Regions from separate parts of the Mus musculus genome. Here all the other regions are linked to region 1. Evidence: chromatin contacts called from public HiChIP or PLAC-seq and promoter capture Hi-C data. All regions are on one chromosome and are shown on one strand. The core of a region is the stretch at or near the end of the contact, and the rest is flanking DNA. Distances in the headings are between cores, read along the strand shown.

Region 1 (3,504 bases), core at 636-3,135:
AAGTTCTGAGGTGATTGGCATGTGCTGACAGGTTTGATGTATGCAGTGCTGGGGATGAAACACAGGCCTTTGTGCATCCTGGGCATCACTGTTTGAACTGAGCTATGAGCACTGTACCAACTGAGCTGCAAGCACTATACCAACCGAGTTATGAGCACTGTACCAACTGAGCTATGAGCACTGTAGCAAGCACTATGCATACTGAGCCTCAGCTCCTGCCTATCTATGTGTATATACTAAACGTTCCTTAGCATCCTGTGTGTACAATCTAGATCTGTATCTGCAACATGGAAGCTTCCATTGCAGAGGAGCCTGGAGCCCCCATATATCCAATGGCAGCCCTAGCCATAAAGCGTCCGTGGGGAGGGTCGTGGGTGGTTGGAATGAAGGTGTTCCCTGACTGTGAGGGTGAGTTCAGGTCCACTGGACACCTCCAGGCCCAGCTTTACCACGCCCAGCGCCCCACTCAGGCCCCACCTGCACCTCCCTACCTCTCTGCCTGTTTCCTCTCCCCAGAGCCCTACCCTTCATTCCCTGTTCTGCCCACCATGGTATCCAGGGAATTCAGTACAAATGTCTCCTGGGCCTGGCTTTCTGGAAGCCTCCTTTCTTAGGCTGCACGCCCTCCACCCCCACAGCTGAGCCTCCGGTTTGCGTCAGAGTTGGGGTGACGCGCCCCCCCCCCCCCGCCCCAGGAGGCAGGATGGGAGGACACGGGATTCAGGGAGCTCCCGAGGTGAGGATCCCCTTCACGTTCAGCTCCGCTTACTTCCCAGGTCTGGAAGCCGCGGATACCCAGTAATCCTGGGCAGTCGGAACCTTCGAGGCACAGGGTCAGAGAAAAGAGTTCCTGCTCCTTTAAGAACACCCGCGTCCAACAGACTAGAGCGATGCACCGCGGGGCGCGGGCGGGCTGGGCCGGGTTTGTGAATGGAGCAGCGAGCGGAGGGGGAGGGGGGGACAGGGAGGGGGAGGGGCAGAGGGGCGGGGCCATCTAGGGCTACACAGCCGCGGAGCTCAAATCCGCACACCGCCGCCCAGGTCTCCCGCCGCCTGGGTTCTGAGGGGATGGAGACTCGCCCTCTTCCTTACACAGCTTCCTGGAGGTGGGAAGGGGAAAGGGAGTAGGGGGTTCACCCCCCACCCTCCAAACCTAGAGCTCACAACGGTATCGGCACGCATCGCTACATGGCCAGTCGGTCGCCCAAGGTCTCCCGCTGTAGAGTTACCTGGCAGCCGTGCCTAGCCCCACCCGGAACTTCGAGGGGTGCAGGGGTCACACCTCTCCCGTTATTCCCTCCCTACTCTCCAAATGCGGAGCGTGGGCCTGGGCGTGGGCCTCGGTGCAGATGGCGTTTTGGCCCCAAAATAGCTGCTCCCCCACATCTCCTTCCCTTCCTCCAGCCCTAGGGGTGAGGCGAAGAGGGAGCCACGAGCTTCCGCGGAGCCTGCTGCACTGTTTAGGGCATACTGGGGATCGGAGAGGTTGCTCCTACGCTCAGTCCGGGCCCATTACCCCTAAACGCCCCACCCTCGCGCGCACGGTCCGCCGTCTCCTCAGCCCCAACCAGGGCCTATAAACCGTCTACACAGGCGCCCCGAGTCCCTCATCCACTCGTGTGAGTGACAGGAAGAGCACCTAGGGCTGATCCAAGTGCGCCCTGAAGCGCGCACCGGGGGTCCCCCTGCTGTGCAGCCCGACTCGGCTCATCCACGCACACCCCGCACTTTTCCCGCGTCCACGCAGAACCTACCTCCCACGCACAGCAGAGACATGACTCCAGGCGGCTAGAGCGCGGCGGGTGCAGCGCGGGGCTCAGGGCTTATGCCGGGGCCCGGCCGCCGGCCATGTCGCTTCAGCACCGGGGGCGCGGACAGCGCCTGACGCGCTCTGACGCTGCGGCGTGGGCGGAGCCGGAGACGCGTGACGGGGCGGGGCCGGGCAGACGCCTTAAAGGGCTCGTAAACTGCGGGGAGTCCAGGCCAGGTCGTATCTGTTTCAAAGCCCTTTGCTTTCTGGCTCAGCCTCGATGAGTATTTCTGTCCGTGCTCCACCTACCTAGGTCTCCACGTTTCTATTTCCTCTCTGAGCCACCTAACCTGTGCTCTTGTTTTACATTCTCCTGGGTAACAGAACTGCTATTTGCTGTCAATTCCCCATCTTCAGTGCCGCAGGAAGCTGTTTGTTTATTGGTTTTTTTGTTTGTTTTTTAATCCGGGTACTGACACTTGCGAGACATGTGCCTTACCTTCCCCGTATGAGGCATATACTCTACCACAGGCACATATCTCTGCCCATTTTATAACTTTACTTCTTGCGGGCCATGGACGTAATAGATCTCTGCGAGTCTGTGGCCATCCTAGTCTGCATAGTGAGATTCTATCTCTAAAAACCAAAACAAACAAAAAACACACGTTTATTGGGTCTGGAGAGCTGCCCAGAGGTTAAGAGCACCAGCTGGTCTTCCAGAGACCCCAGCCTTCTGTTCCTCGCACCCACATGGTAGCTCCCAACCATCCACAGACATGCACAGAAAGCAAAATAAATCTAAAATTTTTTTTATACATTACATTGTTTATGTGTGTAGAAATGAGGCACACACATATCACAGCGCCCATGGAGATCAGAAGGCAACTTTCCAGACTTGATTCTCTTTCCACTATGTGGGTTCCAGGAATAGAATTCATGGCTTCAGGCTTGGCAGGAGGAGCTCACTGGGATATTGTGCAGAGCTTCTTGATTTTTTTCCATGTGTGGAATGTGTGTGTGTGTGTGTGTGTAAGACAGAGTTTGCATGTGCCTGTGTGTGCATGTGAGTATGTTTGTGTGTGTCCATGTGTCTGTGTGTGTGAGTGTGTCTGTATGTGTCTATGTGAGTGTGTTTGTGCTTGTGTGTCTGTGTCTGTATAAGTGTGTGTGTATGAGTGTGTCTGTATGTGTTTATGTCTGAGTGTGTGTTTGTGTATCTGTGTGTCTGAGTGTATGTGTCTGTATCTGATAGTGTGTGTGTATGTGAGTGTGTCTGAGCACACACACCTGTGCATGTAAGCCCAGTGAACAACCCTGGATGCTGTTCCTCATGCACAGGTCACTTATTCATCATTGTAGCTGTTGGTAGCAGTGTCTTACTGGCCCTAAGCTCACAGCTTAGACTGGCAGCTCCTGGAGAAGGGCCTGGAGGTATGTATCAGCAGCTCCTCCTGTAGGCTTTGGAGACAGAATGGCGGCCACCCTGGCACCTCCACTTCCCTTAGGCACCTCAGGAGCATGGTAGCTACCCAGCCATCTTCACAGCCCTCTGCTGCTCTAATTAAAATTTATTTGCATTTATTTTACATTTGTGACTGTTCTGCTTGTATGTCTGTGTCCCACCTCAGTGCTTGGTGCCCACACAGGCCAGGAGAGGGTGTCAGGTCACTGACACAGGGGTTGCAGTGGTGCTGAGCCACCTTGTGGGTGCTAGGAATCAAACTTGGGTCCTCTGGAGGAGCCAGTACTCCTAA
Region 2 (3,504 bases), core at 523-3,022, 1.1 Mb before region 1:
GCCCACCTGAGCAACACACACTGGCCCTATTTTAGGTGGGTGGCCTGTAAGACAGTGCCTAAAAGATGTTTGCTGTCTATACTGAGGACTCCAGTTCAAGCCCTGGAACACACCTGGCAGAAAACCCCTTCATGAGAAGGTGCATGCCCCCATTTCCCAAAATAGACTGTAAATTATCTTAAGAAAGAAGAAAAACAGCCAGGCAGTGGTGGCGCAAGCCTTTAATCCCAGTACTTGGGAGGTAGAGGCAGGTGGATTTTTGAGTTCGAGGCTAGCCTGATCTACAGAGTGGGTTCCAGGACAGCCAGGGCTACACAGAGAAACTGTCTCCAAAAACCAAAAAAAAAAAAAAAAGTAGAAGAAAAGTAACTTGTGATTAAAGGGCATAGTCAACAACTAGGTTAACAGCTAGCATCTCTCATGCAGAATTTTAATTCCAGAGATTTTGTTCTAGATCAGGTATCAGTCCTGGTCTGGGACTGAACTGGAAGCATGCAGAAGCCCTGGGTCCTTCAGGGCTTAAGGTCAGTTTGGGCTGTACATACTGAGTTTTGGGCCACCCTAAGATGCATGAAACCCTATTTTAAAACAGAAGCCTGGTGTGACAGCTCATGTTTGCCATCCTGGCACTCAGGTGACTAGAAGACTGTTGTAAGTTTAAAGTTAATTTGCGCTACATAATGAGTGGGAGACGAGATTGAGACACATAAGACTGTCTAAATAAATACGTGCTGGAGAGATGACTCAACGGTCAAGAGCACTGACTGCTCTTCCAGAGGTCCTGAGTTCAACTCCCAGCAATCACATGGTGGCTCACAACCATCTGTAATGGGAATCCAGTGCCCACTTCTGCTTTGTCTGAAGACAGCGACAGTTTATGTATGCACATACGTGAAATAAACAAATAAGAGTCAGGTGTGGTGAATGCCCTGCCCGTGCACAGTGCTAGAGAAGACAGTAAGAGCAGAAGTTTCAGGTCACTTTTGCTTTGTGAGTTACAGACTAGCCTGGAACAAATGAGACCCTAATCCAAAACAAGACTCAACACAAGCAGATGAGGTAACTCACGCTTGTCATCCCAGTACTTTAGAGACTGAGGAAGATGCATTTCAAGGAGACAGAGGCCCCAGTCTGGGCTGCTATCTCAAAATTTTAATGACTCTCTTTATAGTTGGGTGGCCGAGGCAGGATGATTACCAGGAACTGGAGGCTAATTTGAGCTATCATCTAAAGAAACACTAACTCTCCCCCAGGAATGTCAGGCTGACTGGAATGGCTCTGAGCCTCAAGGTCACAGTAGGAGCACAAGGAGCCGTCCGGCCCGAGTCCTCTAAACGGACTTCAACTCTTCCGGCCAAACTCTGAAGGAGAAACAACAACAACAAAAGAACCAAACCAGATAAGGCGTGACTCAAACAAACACGGGGTCCCCGCCCCTTTGAGCGGGGAAACTGAGGTACACGCGCACCCCAAGCCGCTCAGGGCTCCAGGTCACACAACTAGGGTTTCCATCTAGATTGGCCCGCGCTATCGCTGCGAATCCGGGAAAACTGAGGCTGTGTCCCCGAGCTAGGATGGGCCCTCCCTCCCCTCCGTGGCCTCCTGACGCCCCGAGTTCCCGCCCTGCCCGGCCCCGGCGGCTCCAGCCTCGGCACCTGCACATCTGGCGGCCTGGCTCGCGCTTCCGGGAGGGCGCCCTAGCGCTTACGTCATCATAGAGCGTCCACGAGCGCCCCCTGTCCTGGCGCCTAGGAGCCTGCGCGTACTCACCGCGAGGAGGCGGGAGGACCAAATTGTAGAAGCCCTAACGTGAACGCCAAAAGGATGAGCAATCGCAGCACTAGATACGCGCACGCGCTGTGTCCCAAACATGGCTTTTAAGCAATCCGGAAGTGGGCAATTAAATGTATTATTTATCAATCCAGTGTTACACAAGGAAACCCTATCTCGAAAAGTAAACAAAAAGACAAGGTCATATGTACTCAGGCTGGATTCCAGCTCGCCATGGAGCCTAGGTTACCCTTAAAATCCTGGTCATCCTGAAATGGCGTGTACGCCATTGTATGCCACCATGTGTGACTTTCAGATTTTTGAGGTATCGCTGTAGCCCAGGCTGGCCTGGTACTCGGTATTGTGAGAAATAATCCCCTCTCTCTAATAAAGAGTCTGGTGAAAGAGATGCAGGGATTTGACTTGTTTTGTTTGGGTTTTTCTAGACCGTTTCTCTGTGTAACAGAGCTCTGCCTGTTCTGGACTTGCTTATTTAGACCAAGCCAGACTCGAACTCATAGAGATCTACCGGCCTCCTGAGTGGTCGGATTGAAGGCCTGTGCCACCAGGACCGGCCAGTTTTGGTTTTATGAAACAAGATTTCTCTTTTTATCTCTGGTTTTTCTGGGACTTTTTCTGTACGTCCAAATAAGAGAAACCGTTTTTAATATGCCTTCTGCAAAAAAAGGATTTCAGCATAGAAAAAAAGGCAGAGGCTGGCATGCTGATTTCTTGCAAACAAGGCAGTATTTGATTTCTTTTTTTCTTCTCCTACTCCTTTCTTTGTGTAGTCCCGGCTGTCCAGGAATGCCCTTTAGTGTTTTGAACAGGTTGCTCTTTAACTCAGAGATCTGTCTTTCTCTGCCTCCTCTGTGCTGGGATCAAAGGTATGTACTACTATGGCCAGCTAACGTAGTAGTTTTTTTTTTTTTTTTTAAGATTTATTTATTATATGTAAGTACACTGTAGCTGTCTTCAGACACTCCAGAAGAGGGAGTCAGATCTCATTACGGATGGTTGTGAGCCACCATGTGGTTGCTGGGATTTGAACTCCGGACCTTCGGAAGAGCAGTCGGGTGCTCTTACCCACTGAGCCATCTCACCAGCCCCCCGTAGTAGTTTTTAAAGTCCTGATCATAAGTAACCTCAGGCTTTTTCCCATAACTGGATACTCAGAGAGTTACAATCTTTGTATACCTTACCATAGTCTTTAAATTCCCCATTCTATTCCAGGGATTTAAAATCTTATCAAATGAGTCGTCTAGGCTTGAGCCTGACTATTCCTTCTCTGATTGTGGCATGGGTCACATAGTACAGTGCCTGTAACTTTACAACTATCCTGGGTGCTAAGAGAAGCAGACAGCAGTGACAACTCAGGACAGGAAGAGTCTAGCACCTCATGCTACCTGTGCTTCTTTGGTGGATTCTAAGTATACCTGATACTGAAAATATACAAGAACAAATTACTTTTTACATTATGAGTCAGGAGCTGGCCTTGAAATTCCTGTCTATCCTCCCGCCCCAGCTTCACTGGGGCTGGGAATGAAGACCTGCTGCACCATACCTATCATCTGGACAGTTCTTCTATTTGAGCACCACAATATGTCTGTCCCGTGAGGTGTGAGGTGGGGATGGGGGATCTGAAGACTTATTTTTTCCTAGCAACCTGGTTCTATTTTTTTTTTAAATGTGTAACCCCTTTATTACTGTATGTGTGTGACTATTTTGCCCTTA
Region 3 (3,504 bases), core at 352-2,851, 1.1 Mb before region 1:
TCACTGTAGGGGTGGGGTAGCCCTAAGTGAGAGCTTGACCCAGAGCCCCGAGGGCTTTGGCAAGGTGTGAGCACTGCAGTGCTGGGCATGGGCATGGGCAGAGTGGGCTCCCCTGCAGCACCCAGGCCTTCAGGTGAGAAGGTGCTGCCCTCTACTAGAATAGGTGGGACAGAAAGTTTGCTTGAGACTGACACCCTTTTAAAAACAATAGACCCCAGCGAGAATTACCTGTCTCTTAGAGCTGTCAGTCCAGCTAGCATCTGAGGCCATGGAGGCCGAGCATGGCCACCATCAGCCCCTGGCTCCAAGCAGAAAGCACAGGCTGGGCATGCGTCAGAGGCAGCATGTTTGTTTTCAAAGGGAAAAGTCAAAGGCAGCCTGTGAGGGAGGGCTGGGGTCAGTAGGACTCCCTTGAGGCCTTGGCCAGACTTCTGACAGTTCTGAGGCAGCTGAGGGGGTGGAAGGAGAGTCAGGCACCCTGTGGGCCGCTGTGTACTCACTACCTAGGAACAGCTTGACCATGCTCTTCCATCGCCTTCCCAGAGCCCAGGGCTAACCCTTGTCCCCACGCACCTCCCAACCAGAGCAGTCTGCTACAGCGACCCCAACCCCACCCTGGTCAAGGATGTCCTCCCGGGAAGGGCCCTTTTGGGGACTCGGCCTTGCTCCCAGCCCCGAGCCCCTTGCAAAATGAATGTCCCAGTGCAGTCTTTCTGCCTCAACCTCCCAAATGCTGAGATGACCGATATTGGCCACCAGACAGTTTCATTACCTAAAAGAGATAAACAATCTGCCATTTCTACTGTGGCACACCACAAGAGGACAGAAAGTGGGCAGCAATCTAAAGCACAACCCATTTCCCCATGGTGCTCCTCAGCCCTTGCATCTGAGACCCTCCCCGGAGCTTTACTTTAGGGGGTGTAGCGGGTTCCGCCTGTAGTTCTCCCATGACAATCTCCCCTTCATACATCAAAACGATCCCCAACAGTCCCCTCCTCTGGGAACCCTGCCTGAGTCTCTTCACCGGGATGAGTTCAGTTGGGCTGGTTCGTGTTAGCAACGGCAAATAAAGTCTTGACACCCACAGAGCGGGCCCCCTCTTATTTTCGTGCAGACATTTCGGACAATCCACCTTTTTGGCACAGCTCCAGCTGTGGAAAGTTTCCGCTAGGAGGAGGCCACTTGTTTTGGAAAGTTCTGGGGGCACCTCCCCCGCCTGCCTGCCGAGTTCCCATGTTCCTTATCACTGTGCCTACCCAGGGGGAGGCCGCGTAGACCTGCCCATTCTGTCTCCTCCTCTGGGCAGGGCCATCAGGCCAGTGATCGCAGCTGGAGGACTGGGAGAGGGCGGGACAGACAGCCGAGCAGCTCTGAGACCCCCCCCCCCCCCAAAAAGCCCCTCGACCAGACATGCCCCACCTCCCTGTCGGTGGCCATCGCTCATTGGCTGCCTGGTGGTACAAGGGTGCGCAGCGAGGTAACGCGCAAGACGCTCGCGCCTGAGACTCCTTCCGGCTACCTGGGTTTAGAGCACCCAGAACCCTGGTCGCAAGTCACGCCCATCAGGGGCGTGGTCGAGGCGTGGCATCGGCGTTTTTCTTCGCTGCCCCAGAGCCCTCGGGCCCACGCTGTCCGCTGCCGCAGTCTGATCCAACTCTGGGCCGGTAAGTACGAACCTATCCTAGGCCGTAAGGTTGGCTCTCGGGTGGTGATTCCGCGCTCACTGGCTCTGGCCCACAGCTCGCCACGATGGAGCCCGCCGCCGAGATCCTCGTGGATAGCCCGGACGTGGTCTACAGCCCCGAAACCATCGAGGCGCGCTACGAGTACCGGACAACGCGCGTCAGCCGCGAGGGCGGCGTGCTGCGGGTGCGCGCGGGGCGCGGGCGGCGGAGGACACTGGGAACCCGAGGTCCCGCGACTCACTCCCAACTCTTCCTTAGGTGCAGCCCAGGGCTACGCGTTTCACCTTCCGCACCGCCCGGCAGGTGCCCCGACTCGGGGTCATGTTGGTCGGCTGGGGCGGGAACAACGGCTCCACGCTCACTGCTGCTGTTCTGGCCAATCGGCTGCGCCTAACCTGGCCCACGCGCACAGGTCGCAAGGTGGGGGCCGTGGCTACTAGGAGAATACGGGGTGGGGGTGTGGCGAGCAGAACTGGGGGAGGGGCGTGGCTTGTTGGACTAGCGCGTCTCAGCAAGCCGGACCCCTCAGCCCCTCAACACCCTGCTCTGCTTGCCGCACCCCCTCCCTTCCCAGGAGGCAAACTATTATGGATCGTTGACCCAGGCGGGCACCGTGAACTTGGGTCTGGATGAGAACGGCCGGGAGGTGTTTGTGCCCTTCAGTGCGCTGCTACCCATGGTGGCCCCCAACGACCTGGTGTTTGATGGTGGGCAAAGCCTCGGGACGGGATGGGGTTAAGTGTGGGAGGGCCCAGGGTACGGGATGGGTCCTGTGTTAAGGGTCCCCGCAACCCAGGCTGGGATATCTCGTCGCTGAACCTGGCCGAGGCCATGCGGCGCGCGCAGGTCCTGGACTGCGGTCTGCAGGAACAGCTGTGGCCCCACATGGAGAGCCTGCGTCCGCGGCCCTCAGTCTACATTCCTGAGTTCATCGCTGCCAACCAGACAGCACGTGCGGACAACCTCATCCCTGGCACACGTGCCCAACAGGTGGGGTCCTCGACCCACTCCCAGGCCTTACTGTCACCTGTTACATGGCCACATGGTCTCTCCCTTTGGCAATAATTCCTATACCCCGGGGCCCAAGCCTCCGGACAACTTAAGACAACCTCCACCTAATCTTCCTCCTTCCTTTCCCAGTTGGAGCAAATCCGAAAGGACATTAGAGATTTCCGATCCAGTGCGGGATTGGATAAGGTCATCGTGCTGTGGACCGCCAATACGGAGCGCTTCTGCGAGGTGGTCCCAGGTCGCAATGACACAGCAGAAAACTTGCTACATACTATCCAGGTGTGCGTTTGCCCAAGATTCCTGGGGATCAGTGCCGGTCCAGAGGAATCCTTGGGTCCAGAGGAATCCTTGGCCGACTACTTCTCTGCCCTCAGCTTGGCCTGGAGGTGTCACCGTCCACACTTTTTGCTGTGGCCAGCATCCTGGAGGACTGCGCCTTCCTCAATGGATCCCCACAGAACACACTGGTACCCGGTGCCCTGGAACTGGCTTCGCAGCGCCATGTGTTTGTAGGTGGTGATGACTTCAAGTCAGGGCAGACTAAGGTCAAGTCTGTCCTGGTGGACTTCCTCATCGGCTCTGGGCTCAAGGTACCTCCAGGCTTCATGCGGTGCTGGGAGGAAGCCGGGGTGAGGGTACTGCAGAGCATTCACCGTCTCTTTGACCACACAGACCATGTCCATCGTGAGCTATAACCACCTGGGCAACAACGACGGGCAGAACCTGTCTGCACCGCTGCAGTTCCGCTCCAAGGAGGTGACAAAGAGCAGTGTGGTGGACGACATGGTTCACAGCAACCATGTGCTCT

Evidence for each region. HiChIP or PLAC-seq counts read pairs in DNA pulled down with a chosen protein or histone mark. Capture Hi-C pulls out chosen DNA fragments and counts their contacts.
Region 2: a contact with region 1 is called in a promoter capture Hi-C map of liver, with 2.0 times the contacts expected there. The contact joins the promoter of Kxd1 here to the promoter of Unc13a in region 1. A contact is called at or near these places in 1 of 39 promoter capture datasets (embryonic stem cells) and 2 of 9 other capture datasets (adipose tissue and liver).
Region 3: an HNF4G HiChIP or PLAC-seq map of pancreatic cancer cells shows a contact between it and region 1. The contact joins the promoter of Isyna1 here to the promoter of Unc13a in region 1. A contact is called at or near these places in 1 of 39 promoter capture datasets (embryonic stem cells) and 1 of 115 datasets of contacts at active chromatin or transcription factors (pancreatic cancer cells).

Annotation. Positions count from the first base shown.
Region 1 is chr8:71,669,872-71,673,375 of GRCm38.p6, forward strand. It overlaps Unc13a (unc-13 homolog A), which reads right to left and starts at 1,886. Exons shown (of 44, transcript NM_001029873.2): 1 at 1,755-1,886. The coding sequence starts at 1,776.
Region 2 is chr8:70,521,408-70,524,911 of GRCm38.p6, forward strand. Kxd1 (KxDL motif containing 1) reads right to left here and starts at 1,773. Exons shown (of 5, transcript NM_029366.2): 1 at 1,656-1,773.
Region 3 is chr8:70,592,880-70,596,383 of GRCm38.p6, forward strand. It overlaps Isyna1 (myo-inositol 1-phosphate synthase A1), which reads left to right and starts at 1,602. Exons shown (of 11, transcript NM_023627.1): 1 at 1,602-1,664; 2 at 1,741-1,869; 3 at 1,944-2,105; 4 at 2,260-2,392; 5 at 2,482-2,675; 6 at 2,826-2,975; 7 at 3,071-3,286; 8 at 3,369-3,504. The coding sequence starts at 1,750.